2 separate regions of the Rattus norvegicus genome follow, and region 2 is linked to region 1. The links are chromatin contacts, called in public Hi-C maps. All regions are on one chromosome and are shown on one strand. The core of a region is the stretch at or near the end of the contact, and the rest is flanking DNA. Distances in the headings are between cores, read along the strand shown.

Evidence for each region. Hi-C and Micro-C count contacts between places; a contact is called where the count stands out from the background.
Region 2: a contact with region 1 is called in a Hi-C map of the A7r5 cell line, with 2.5 times the contacts expected there. The contact joins the enhancer-like site here to the promoter of Socs5 in region 1. A contact is called at or near these places in 4 of 12 Hi-C or Micro-C datasets (the A7r5 cell line, the Rat2 cell line, Schwann cells and 1 more).

Annotation. Positions count from the first base shown.
Region 1 is chr6:13,263,466-13,268,317 of GRCr8, reverse strand. It overlaps Socs5 (suppressor of cytokine signaling 5), which reads left to right and starts at 2,487. Exons shown (of 2, transcript NM_001109274.1): 1 at 2,487-2,846.
Region 2 is chr6:13,327,574-13,332,425 of GRCr8, reverse strand. No RefSeq gene overlaps it. Among named protein-coding and RNA genes, the nearest start is that of Cript, 13 kb to the left of the region's middle. Within about 2 kb of position 2,560, at least 6 of the 93 cell types and tissues checked have an H3K27ac peak or open chromatin away from gene starts, as enhancers often do. A contact at or near this core is called in the A7r5 cell line, where this site is marked.

The sequences.
Region 1 (4,852 bases), core at 1,238-3,737:
CGGCAGTGGATCGAGGGTGTTTAGTTCACACCATGTCGGTCCGGTTACGGCGCTGCGATGACCAACGTATGAAGGGAACAAGTTCGGTTTGGAGGCTCCAGTCCTGATCTGGTAGGCTTATTCTCTGTCTCTCACGGGGTGAAGGGCACACTGGGGCATGTTCTTTCTGTTGCTGGGGAAAACATTATGACTAAAAGCAACTCAGGGAGGAAAGGGTTTATTTAATCGTTCAGTGTACAGCTCAGCATCAGGGGGAAGTCGGGTTAGAAACTCAAGAAGGAACCAACGCAAACACCACAAATGACTGGCTTGCTCCTAGGCCCACACTTGGCCTTTCTTATACAGACAGCCAAGGCCACTGCCAGGGAGTGCATGGCCAATAGTGCCTGGGCCTCCTACAACAATGAGCAATCAAGAAAATGCTGACAGACACATCCCAGAACCAAGCCGATTGAGGTGGGCCTCCATGTGCGCTTTCCCTCAGATAATGCTGAGGTGAGTCAGGTGAACAGCTGTAGCTAATGAGAGGAGGGCAGGGGTGCACTGCAGAACAAAACTGCTCACATCCTGGATAGGAGGTGAAGCAGTGATGAGGATCTCACAACCCACTCTAATCCCCCCAACACACACACACACTCACATACACACACTCACATACTCTGACCTAAAGTTTCTCTGTCCACTAGCCTCTCTGTCTTTTAAAGGTCCCACCACCTTCATGCCAAGGACCAAGAGTAATTCATAGGCCTGTGAAGAACATCCCAGATCCAAACTATAGCAAAGAGAGAGAGAGAGATGCTGGAGCAGTAAGAAAGTGGACAGAGGCTTGCTCTCTGGTCCCAGGAGCTCCTGGGAGAGAGTTAATGTGAAGTGGTACGAGGAACAGAGGAGGAGCAGGCTTGGTGAAGTTCAGGTGTGTGTTCCAATGGGGAACTTACTCCAGTAGACAAGTGAAGCGGCTAGAAGCTGCTTAGAAATTCAGATCTGGCCTTCAATGACCGGACGTTCATCTGTGATTCTATCTGAATGGCTAGATCAGCCCATATACAGAACCAGAGAAAAGGGCTGAGGGCCAGACCCCGAGCCTCTCAAGGAGCCAATAAAGAACAAACACTTAAAAACAACTGAAAAAGCAATCCGAGGGTGTACAATGTTAAGGTGGGGGCCGAGAAGAGTCTAAGAAAAGCCTTCAAGAAAAATGTAGTCTGCAGTTCCCACTGCAAGGCATTAAAGACTAAAAGTGGTAAAAAAAAAAAAAAATCTTACTATTCAGCAGGCTGAAGTAGGAGCACCACTATCTTGTGGCCAGCTTGGGCTCCACATTGAGCTCCAGAGCATCCTAGGCTATACAGTCAGGCTGTTTCAAACAATCATGACTAAAAAGTGACCCTATATGGATATCGCTGATAAAAGGACCACTTTCCGTAGATTCCCTGGGGGAGCAGACTGTATTCGAACCATGAAGTAAACGGGAAGAGCAAGTCTTTTTGTCTAAGCACTGGAAAGCAATATGTCAGTAGCTTATGAGTGGTAACCACGGTTCTAAAGGGCCAGCTGAGGTGTCTCGCCGGTATCACAATCCCCCGATATACTTCTCTGTCCTTGCAGCCATCGAAATGGCGGGGCCATCCACATAAAATGCAAGCGAAGAGAGGGAGCGACAACACCCCTCCCCTCGTGTATGAGTCATCTTCGTGGCAGCTGAGAGCCTGGATGGGAAGAGTTGAATTCAATGAGATGCCCGGTTTGCCGTGAATATTGGAATTCAGTGACTTGGATGGCTCCATGCAAAAGGGAGCTAGAGAAACTCATTCACATTTTCCTACCCGGCACTCGCAACCTCCATTCAGCATTTTCGCCTCGGTCTCCCTAACAGAGCCCAAACGAACAAAGCTACTACTCCCTACCCGCACCTCTGGTTGACCTTCCACCTTAGCGCCCACTCCTAGCGGGCTCCACGGCCCCGTGACCCACTCCAGCCTCCTAGACTCCCAGTCCTCGCCCCCTCCCCTCCAGCCCTAGCCGGCTCTGCCCCGCCCACCCCGGCCACGTGTCAGCCTCTCTCCCACCTGACTGGCTCCTCCCTCTTCGGCCGAACCCGGCCGCTGTCGCAGCTGCCCGACTCCAAAATGGCAGCCGCGCACAGCACGCACCAGCGCGGCTGGACCTCCTTAACTCGCCGGCCTCCCCTCTGGAGCTCCCAGCCTCCCTCCTCCGGCCTTCACCTACCCGCCTCTGGATTGGCCTCCGGGAGTCCCGCCCATCTACAGCCCCGCCTGCCATTGGTCACGGTAGGCTGCCCTTCAGAGAGGTGTGGCCCCGCCCGCCCCCCCACCCCGGGAGGTATTTTCCATTCCGGTGGGGGGTTGGGGGGCGGGGGGAGGGGAGAGGGTGACGAGGGGGAGGCGGCCGGGAAGGGGTGGGGGCTGGCGGGGGCATCCGGCCGAGCTGGGGTCCCCGGGCTCCGTCCAGAGGAAGCGAGGCTGCGCCGGCCGGGCAGGAGCGGAGGACGGGACGCGCGGGCGGTCGCCCTCGCCCTGTCGCTGACTGCGCCGCCCCGGCCCATCCTGCCTGGCCGCAGGTGCCCTGGATGAGGCCGCCGCGCGTGTCCCGGCCGCTGAGTGTCCCCGCGGTCGCCCGGCGCTGGTCCGCAAGCCGCCGCCTCTCCACGCCCCGGTCCCTGTGCCCGGCGCAGTCTTCCTCGGGCGGGCGCCTCCGCACCTCGGCGCAGGCGGCACGGCCCTTGGGCCGGGATGGATCCGCCGGGAAGAGGAAGACCAGCCGGGGCGTTGAGCCCCTGCGCCCGGTGCCGCGCGTAGTGGGAGCTTACGCGCAGTAGGCTCTCGGTACGTCTCGGAGGAATTGCTTTTCGGTTGGAGTCAGGGCACCTAAGGGGAAGAAGGGGTCGTCTGGGGCTGATAGGAGGGCATTCGTCATCGGGGTCGTGGTGGGTCGAGACTGGATGGGGGAGGTCGTCGGTGCCCACTGCAAGGGTAGAGGGGACCAGTCAATTCACCTGGAGCCCCAGCGCTCCGACCTGAGGGTCCTCAAGGTCGACGGTAAAAGGTCTACCTAAAAGGTCTACCGGGAGATGAAGGAAGGAGCTGGGGAGCGTGGATGCGGGAAAAGACTGGAGCATCTCCGGGGGTTTAACCTGAGATGGTTAGTTTAGTACAGGATGCGGAGGCGGCCGCAAGGAAGACCCCGCTCCAAGTCCTTGAGCTTTTAATAAATGGCTCTTTGGTGCTGGGGTTTGGGCATTCGAGTAGCTGAAGCCGAGTGACTTTGTGGCAGCGAGGGAGTTGCATTGACAGAAGGATGCTAAGGAACAGCAGAAATACACTTGGTGTGGTTCTCAACTTTGAAGGCTATGGGGGTCAGTCACGAGCTTTTAACATTTTTATTTTGGCGTTCCAAGCAAACGGTGGCTCGCTGCTGGACTTCGGTCAGTGATCCTTTATTTTAAACTGTATGTATGGATTTGATGGGTTTGGGCAGTTATCAGTTTTCCTGGACATTCTTCCAACTACATCTTGACTTCTTACAGCAGCTTCTCCATCTACACCGGAGGCTTGCTCCTTTCAAAGTTAACACTAGGCTGGACTGTACTATTCCGATTTACTGACATTTATCCTGGAAGACTTGTAAGTCATGCTTGCTTTTAACTGTTTCTTTACAAGGCCATGTAAGATTGAACTACATGTTCTAAAGAAGTTTAAAAATGGTTTCTCTTTAAGTATTGAAATGAAAAAGATGCTGGTATTGGAGGACAGTGCTAAAATGAGCTTGAGTGTTCTAACAGTTGGGAATTTAGTCAAATACATACTTTAATCTTAATAGTCTCGTATTCACAGTCCTCTTGTGAGACTGGCTTAGCAACTGAAGAAAGACACACACATGGGCAATGGCTGTTGTCCGGAGTTCACCCTTGTGGCTGTCCTGTAGGGATATTACCTTTTTTATTCCCGGGTAGTAGAGTAAGCTAAGAAGTGCACTGCTGGTCCTTAGTCTCTTTTTAAAGTCACATCTGTATTACTAATTTCATACATTTCTTGAGTTCTCTACCGCTTACAAAATGAAGACTCACTTGATTAGGGAGTACTTAAAATTTAGGGGAAAAATCTGAAGGATACTTTGCTGGCTAATTCAAACATTTCTGCAAAAAGGTGCTAATGTTTTTAATTGGTCTCCAGAGTTCTTGAAAAAGTAATGGGTAATTATGTATTTTTCTCCTTATTGTCCTTGAATTTTACCATTTGTCCTTAGGGAGAATGTACTGGCATACAAAACAGCAGCTTAAAATATTGAAACCTAACACCTTTTGACATTATAATGGCTTCTTCATGATTCACCTTGAGATTCCTCTCTTAGGAGCCAGCAGCGGTGGGCTTTCCCTTCCTCCTGGTTGGGAGTGGGCTGGCGCTCTCTACTGCTGTGGGCCTGAAGCAAAACAGTTTACTGGCTGTGAAGTAATGGTGATAACTTTCACAAAAGGAGAGTGAGAGGCTGATGAGTCATTTCTTTCCGGGCTGGAAGAGCAGAAGGTGGAGATGATCATTCTGTAGATTGGGAATCAAGGCCCAGAGCTTTTGAAGGGACTAAATTGCTAGTTGGTTTGGAGCAGGATTGCAGGGTCTGGCCCTGTCACATCCATAGTTTGTTTCTGAGGACTTCTAGTGCCAGCAATAAATAAGTTTCGGGTTATTTGTGATACTGTCCCTTTGTAACCATGGAGAACTTCGAATGCTTTATCCGTGAAGTGATGCAAAACTGCATAAGCTTTTATTTAAAGTTAAGAACAATTATTAGCATTGTTAGCGAAAATGCTAATGGTTTCCTCTCATTGCAAAGA
Region 2 (4,852 bases), core at 1,311-3,810, 64 kb before region 1:
GTTCCCAGCCCACTCCTCTTTTTCCACAGCCTGTGGGCTGGCACACTAGATAAGGTCATCCTCGGATGTGACAAAGATACATGAAGATGTGTTGCTGCCTTTCTAGGACTCTGCCCTTTATCTTTGAACAGCCCACATGGCCTTAACTCTAGCCTTGGTCCTCACCCAGTAAGGTGAATAGGATCTGCTCCTGTATGGCCCGAGTCCCTCTCAGGGGTCACAATCCTGTGCTGCCCATTCCCCAATATCCAAAACCAGTTTTCACAATTTTGTCCCGTTTTTAAGAATTGATTAGAGCAGGAAGGTAAATGTGGCCCCTGGCATTTTGTCATAGTCACCCGTGTCCATTACACATGGACTAAGATGTCTGTTTTGATAAAGTTCCCCATCCCAGTAAACCCGTGGTAGGCTGAAGATATTACAAACACACCCAGCAACTGGAATCCCGGCTTACAGCATAGCTCACAGGAGCATCGGTGGTCAGCCCCACCCTCCCGCCTCCTCCCTCCACATGCTCTGCCAGCATCATGAAAAAGCTCCGTACTGCCTCTCACCAGCCTGGGGAAGCTCAGCATTCCGAATCCAAGTGCACTTCTGAATGTACACTGCTCCCTCAACATTCTAAATTCAGAAGATCCGAAGCCAAGCTGTCGTAAGAGGACTGTGTGGCCCAGGCTTAATTCAGCCTTAGCCTCCCAAATGCTGGGATGAACAAGGCATGCACCCCCATGTCTGGCTGGTCTTGTACAGTTTCTTAAAGTTCTTTGCCCTACAGACTCTGCCTCTTTAAGTTACTTTTCTCATTTCTGCCTTCCCCACACCCCCTCACCCCCAGTTTCTAAGGACCCCAGTTTCTCCCGACCTTTCTGGCCATCTGTGCCCACGCAGACCCAACAGCGGAGACTGTCAGACTGTTCTGCACCTCAGCTTACCGTGATTAGCAGGCCAGCCTCTCCAACAGTATCACTGGATGATACCGTTGACTGTAACAAGCACTTCTCACTTCTCTGGAGGTTAGTATGGAGGCAAAGAGCCTCAGTGGTCAGTGTTCAGGCACTGGCTCCTCCTGCCCTGGGTCCAGTGCCCACCTCGAGCTGTGTGTGGTGAAAATCTGTGTCCCCATCTCTGGAGCTGGCACCTCGAGGTTTTGGCCATAGTGTGGGAGAGCAATACTCCTCCACCAGTAGTATGCATAGAGGTTGTGCTTCAGGGCCAGGAAGTCACGTGACTGGTTTGTCCGTCATTCAGCCAGTGTGCTTTAAGTCAGCTTTCCAGTGCACTTCCAGAGGTGTCATAAGGTTGTGAGCCAGTTAGCATTAAAGTGTATGCCAAACTTGTCCCCATATGTACTTAATGTCATTGAAGTTTTTCCAGAAGTGACAGGTCTATTACCACTTGTTCCTCCACCCACTCAAAGTTGCATCCTTTGATACCTCCCTTCACTATCTTTGGGGATCACACCATTTCCCCCAAAATATTGGTAATGTAGTTTTAGAGGGGAAAGTTAAGGATCAAAATTAGATGTTTTATTTGTTGACATTTCCGAGAAACTTCAACTCCATATATTCTTACAGTTTTATCACCTTCCTAATGTTCACAGGCACTCATATACCTGTCTGTCTGTCTGTCTGTCTGTCTGTCTGTCTGTCTATCTATCTATCATCTATCTATCTATTTAGTTTGTGGTACCTGGGATTGAACCAAGGCCTTCACAAATGTTAGGCAAGTTCTCTAATTAGATTTTTGACCTACAAATTCAGTCCTCTTAACAGAAGTGGTGAGGACAGAGGCAAAATCAGAGAATGAACAGAAAGACAGGGACAGACAGAGGTAGGGGGTTCATGGGGATGTGAGAGGTTAACCTGGTGAAGTTCTACAGTTGCATGTGTGAGAGAATGTGCTTGCTATAGTTATTCCTTTTCCCTAAGTGTTTTACATTTCAAATGAACAGCTCACCCTGATCCCAGCACCAAGTCTGCCTTTCCATCAGGCATCTGGCTTCTAACAAAAGCATCCAGGCTTCTTCATCCAATATTTATAAATATTACAGGACACTGTCTATTGGCCAGTGACTAATACACTTTCACAAAAGTCTGCTGCGAACCTTCAAAGAGATCCTAATTTTCCCAAAGAATTTATAATCTTTCTGCATTGATGTACTCGTTCAGAATCAGGCATGAGGGTATCACAAACCACTGGCATGTTAACTATTCTGACAGACATTGTACTGGAACAAAGTCACAGACGTTTACTGGCTGCTTTCTTGTAAGAGGACAGGATCACAAAGCCTAAAACATTTACTACTTGTTCCTTAAAATAAGTTTGTTGTTGCAAGCTTTATCCTAGTTAGAAATGATCAATACATTTGAGAAGCTGAGTTGACAGAAAGGGTTAATGATTGCCCAGCATTGGCTTAACATTCTCCCAGACTATCCCTGATATTTTTTAATTCCTTATGAATTACTGTTAGGACCAGAAGCCTCTCAGACCTCTCTGAAGATTATCTTACTGGCATGAGTTAAAGCACTTATCATACACTGATGAACTAAACCACCAGTAACTTGATCCACATGACCGTCAGCAGCGAGCGCAAATGCACTCACTCTGGTTATTTACTCAAGGATTATACTTTCTTGCTCCGTTCACTCAGAATGTAATTATTTCCTGTGTGATCTAGACTTTATGGGCTTTCTCCAAATTCAGCCCTCTGATTCGCTTCCATGATGTGAAGCTGGCCTTGGGGTGACGGTGGGGTTCCCCAGGCAGGCAGGTCTCCTTCCTTTTCACAGCTGCAGAAAACAGCTCTTTCTCCCATCCAGGGGGCCAGAGAGACGCCCGCCGACAACTCAGGCAGTTCCTATTTTATAAAATGAATTCTAACTCGGTTTCTCTGCAGATTATTTGCAACCAACCTGTGTTTTAAGGAGTTTGCCCCACACTCAGACAAGTGTTCAGCTAAGGCAGCCCACTTGGACAACTTTACCCAAAGGTTTAATGATAGATACAATTACACTGCTCAGAAAAGGTCTGCTCCAGCGCTCCAGTGCCTCATACATGCTTACCGACTCCTTGCCTGAGATACAGACCCTGTAAGGAAGGCACTGCTTCCTCCCCACCCCCGAGGAACAAGGGAGAGGAGAACCTGTGCGTTTTGCATTTAGAAGAACCCTCCATGGCTCTTGATTCCCTCAGCACATGGTGATAATCGGGGTGGGGTGTGCTGGAGTCTTCTTGCCTAGGCATGAAGCAGCTCCCTCTTTTGTTCATGGCCACCAACTCTGAAACATCAATCCCACCACAGCTTGGGGTGAGTCAGAGCATCTCTCGGTTCCTCTCCTACTAAAGAAGCAGTCTACCCGCAGCTGGCCCTGAGCCTCTCAACTCTCTCTCAAGTTTCCACCTGTTCAACCTTCTTTGCCCACACAGAAAGCTTTCTTTGACACCCGAAGATCTTGCCATGTATCCTGTCTCTCCGTGCCCTACAGCCCGCATCCGCCCCCCATATTAAGATTACTCCATTTTAATTTATGAAAGGTCTTCCACCCCTGCAACTGAACTAAGACTCAGACACCCAAATATAGCACATTTGTCGTTCAACAGGCCCCTAAAGTCACCAGGATGAAGACAGACCTAGCCATTCCCACTTCATAGCTCCAACAGAAAGTCAGTGGCTTTTAATGAAGTTTCAAATGAATTAATGGCTTAAGATAGTTTGTTTCTTGTTAGGGTAGAAATGACTTAAATCAGAGGCAGCCGAGTTTCCAAGAGTCTGAGGGTTAGGGGAGTTTCCAGAGAGGGAGGGAGGGAGGCACAAGACGGAGGGAGGCGCAAGTCCACGAGACCTTAAATAGAAAGTCTCAAGGGGCAGCCACTGCAGAGTAACTGCTGTTTCTTCCCCCAATTTCCTGCCAAGACTTCGGCTGAGGATCTGCCACCAACAGCTTCTATCATTCACCAGTCCTGAGAAAATATTCATATTTTACTGCTGTGGCCAAAAGCCCAGGCACTGAGTTCTGAACGCCTACTCCCCTTTATTAAAAAAAAAAAAAAAAAAGGCAAGATTTTGAAGACAATGTATCTGATGCTGGGGGAAGGGGTCCTATTTTAGTTATTATCAAATATGTTCACTTTTTGATTAGTATCTAATTTCATCTGAGGCTGCTTGGCTGAGGTGCCGCCACCCCTGGATCCAGAAACCTCTGCTGATCTGTATATGTGGCACGGTGACAGACGTCCCTTTCATCATGTTCCTCCCTGGCTGTTGTTCTCCCCGGGTAGCCTAGTTTGTTCTCTGAGCCCAGAGAAGACATAACAGCAAGAAACAGAGAAACAAACAAACAAAAGTCTTCCTTGCTGTGGTTTTAGAAGCTTGCTGGGGATGGGAAAAAACGAAGTAGCTACATAGACACAGTATTTGGAAGAAAAGAGGAGCGTAGAATTGGGACAGTACTCTGGGAAGAGAGGATTAGATTTGTGGTAGGGAGTTCTGCCCTGTTACCCACCTCACCTGGGAAGATAAGCAGTCAACTGTGTTGGTAGGACTTGGGAACTGAGAGGACACGTTCCTTGTGACCTTAGTAGAGTCACCCCCGGAAAGTAGGAGAACCTCAGGAAAGAAATAATGTGCTCGTGTGTGTGTGTGTGTGTGTGTGTGTGTGTGTGTGTGTGTGTGTGTGTGTGTCTATGAACATGAGGAGACACACACACACAAATTTTCCTCTCCGTTACTGTGATTTAACACTGACCAAAACCGACTTGCAGGTTATAGTTCATCACTGAGATAAACCATGGAGGAAAATGTTACTTACTGGCTTACTCCCATGACTTGCTCAGCTTGCTTTCTTATAAAACC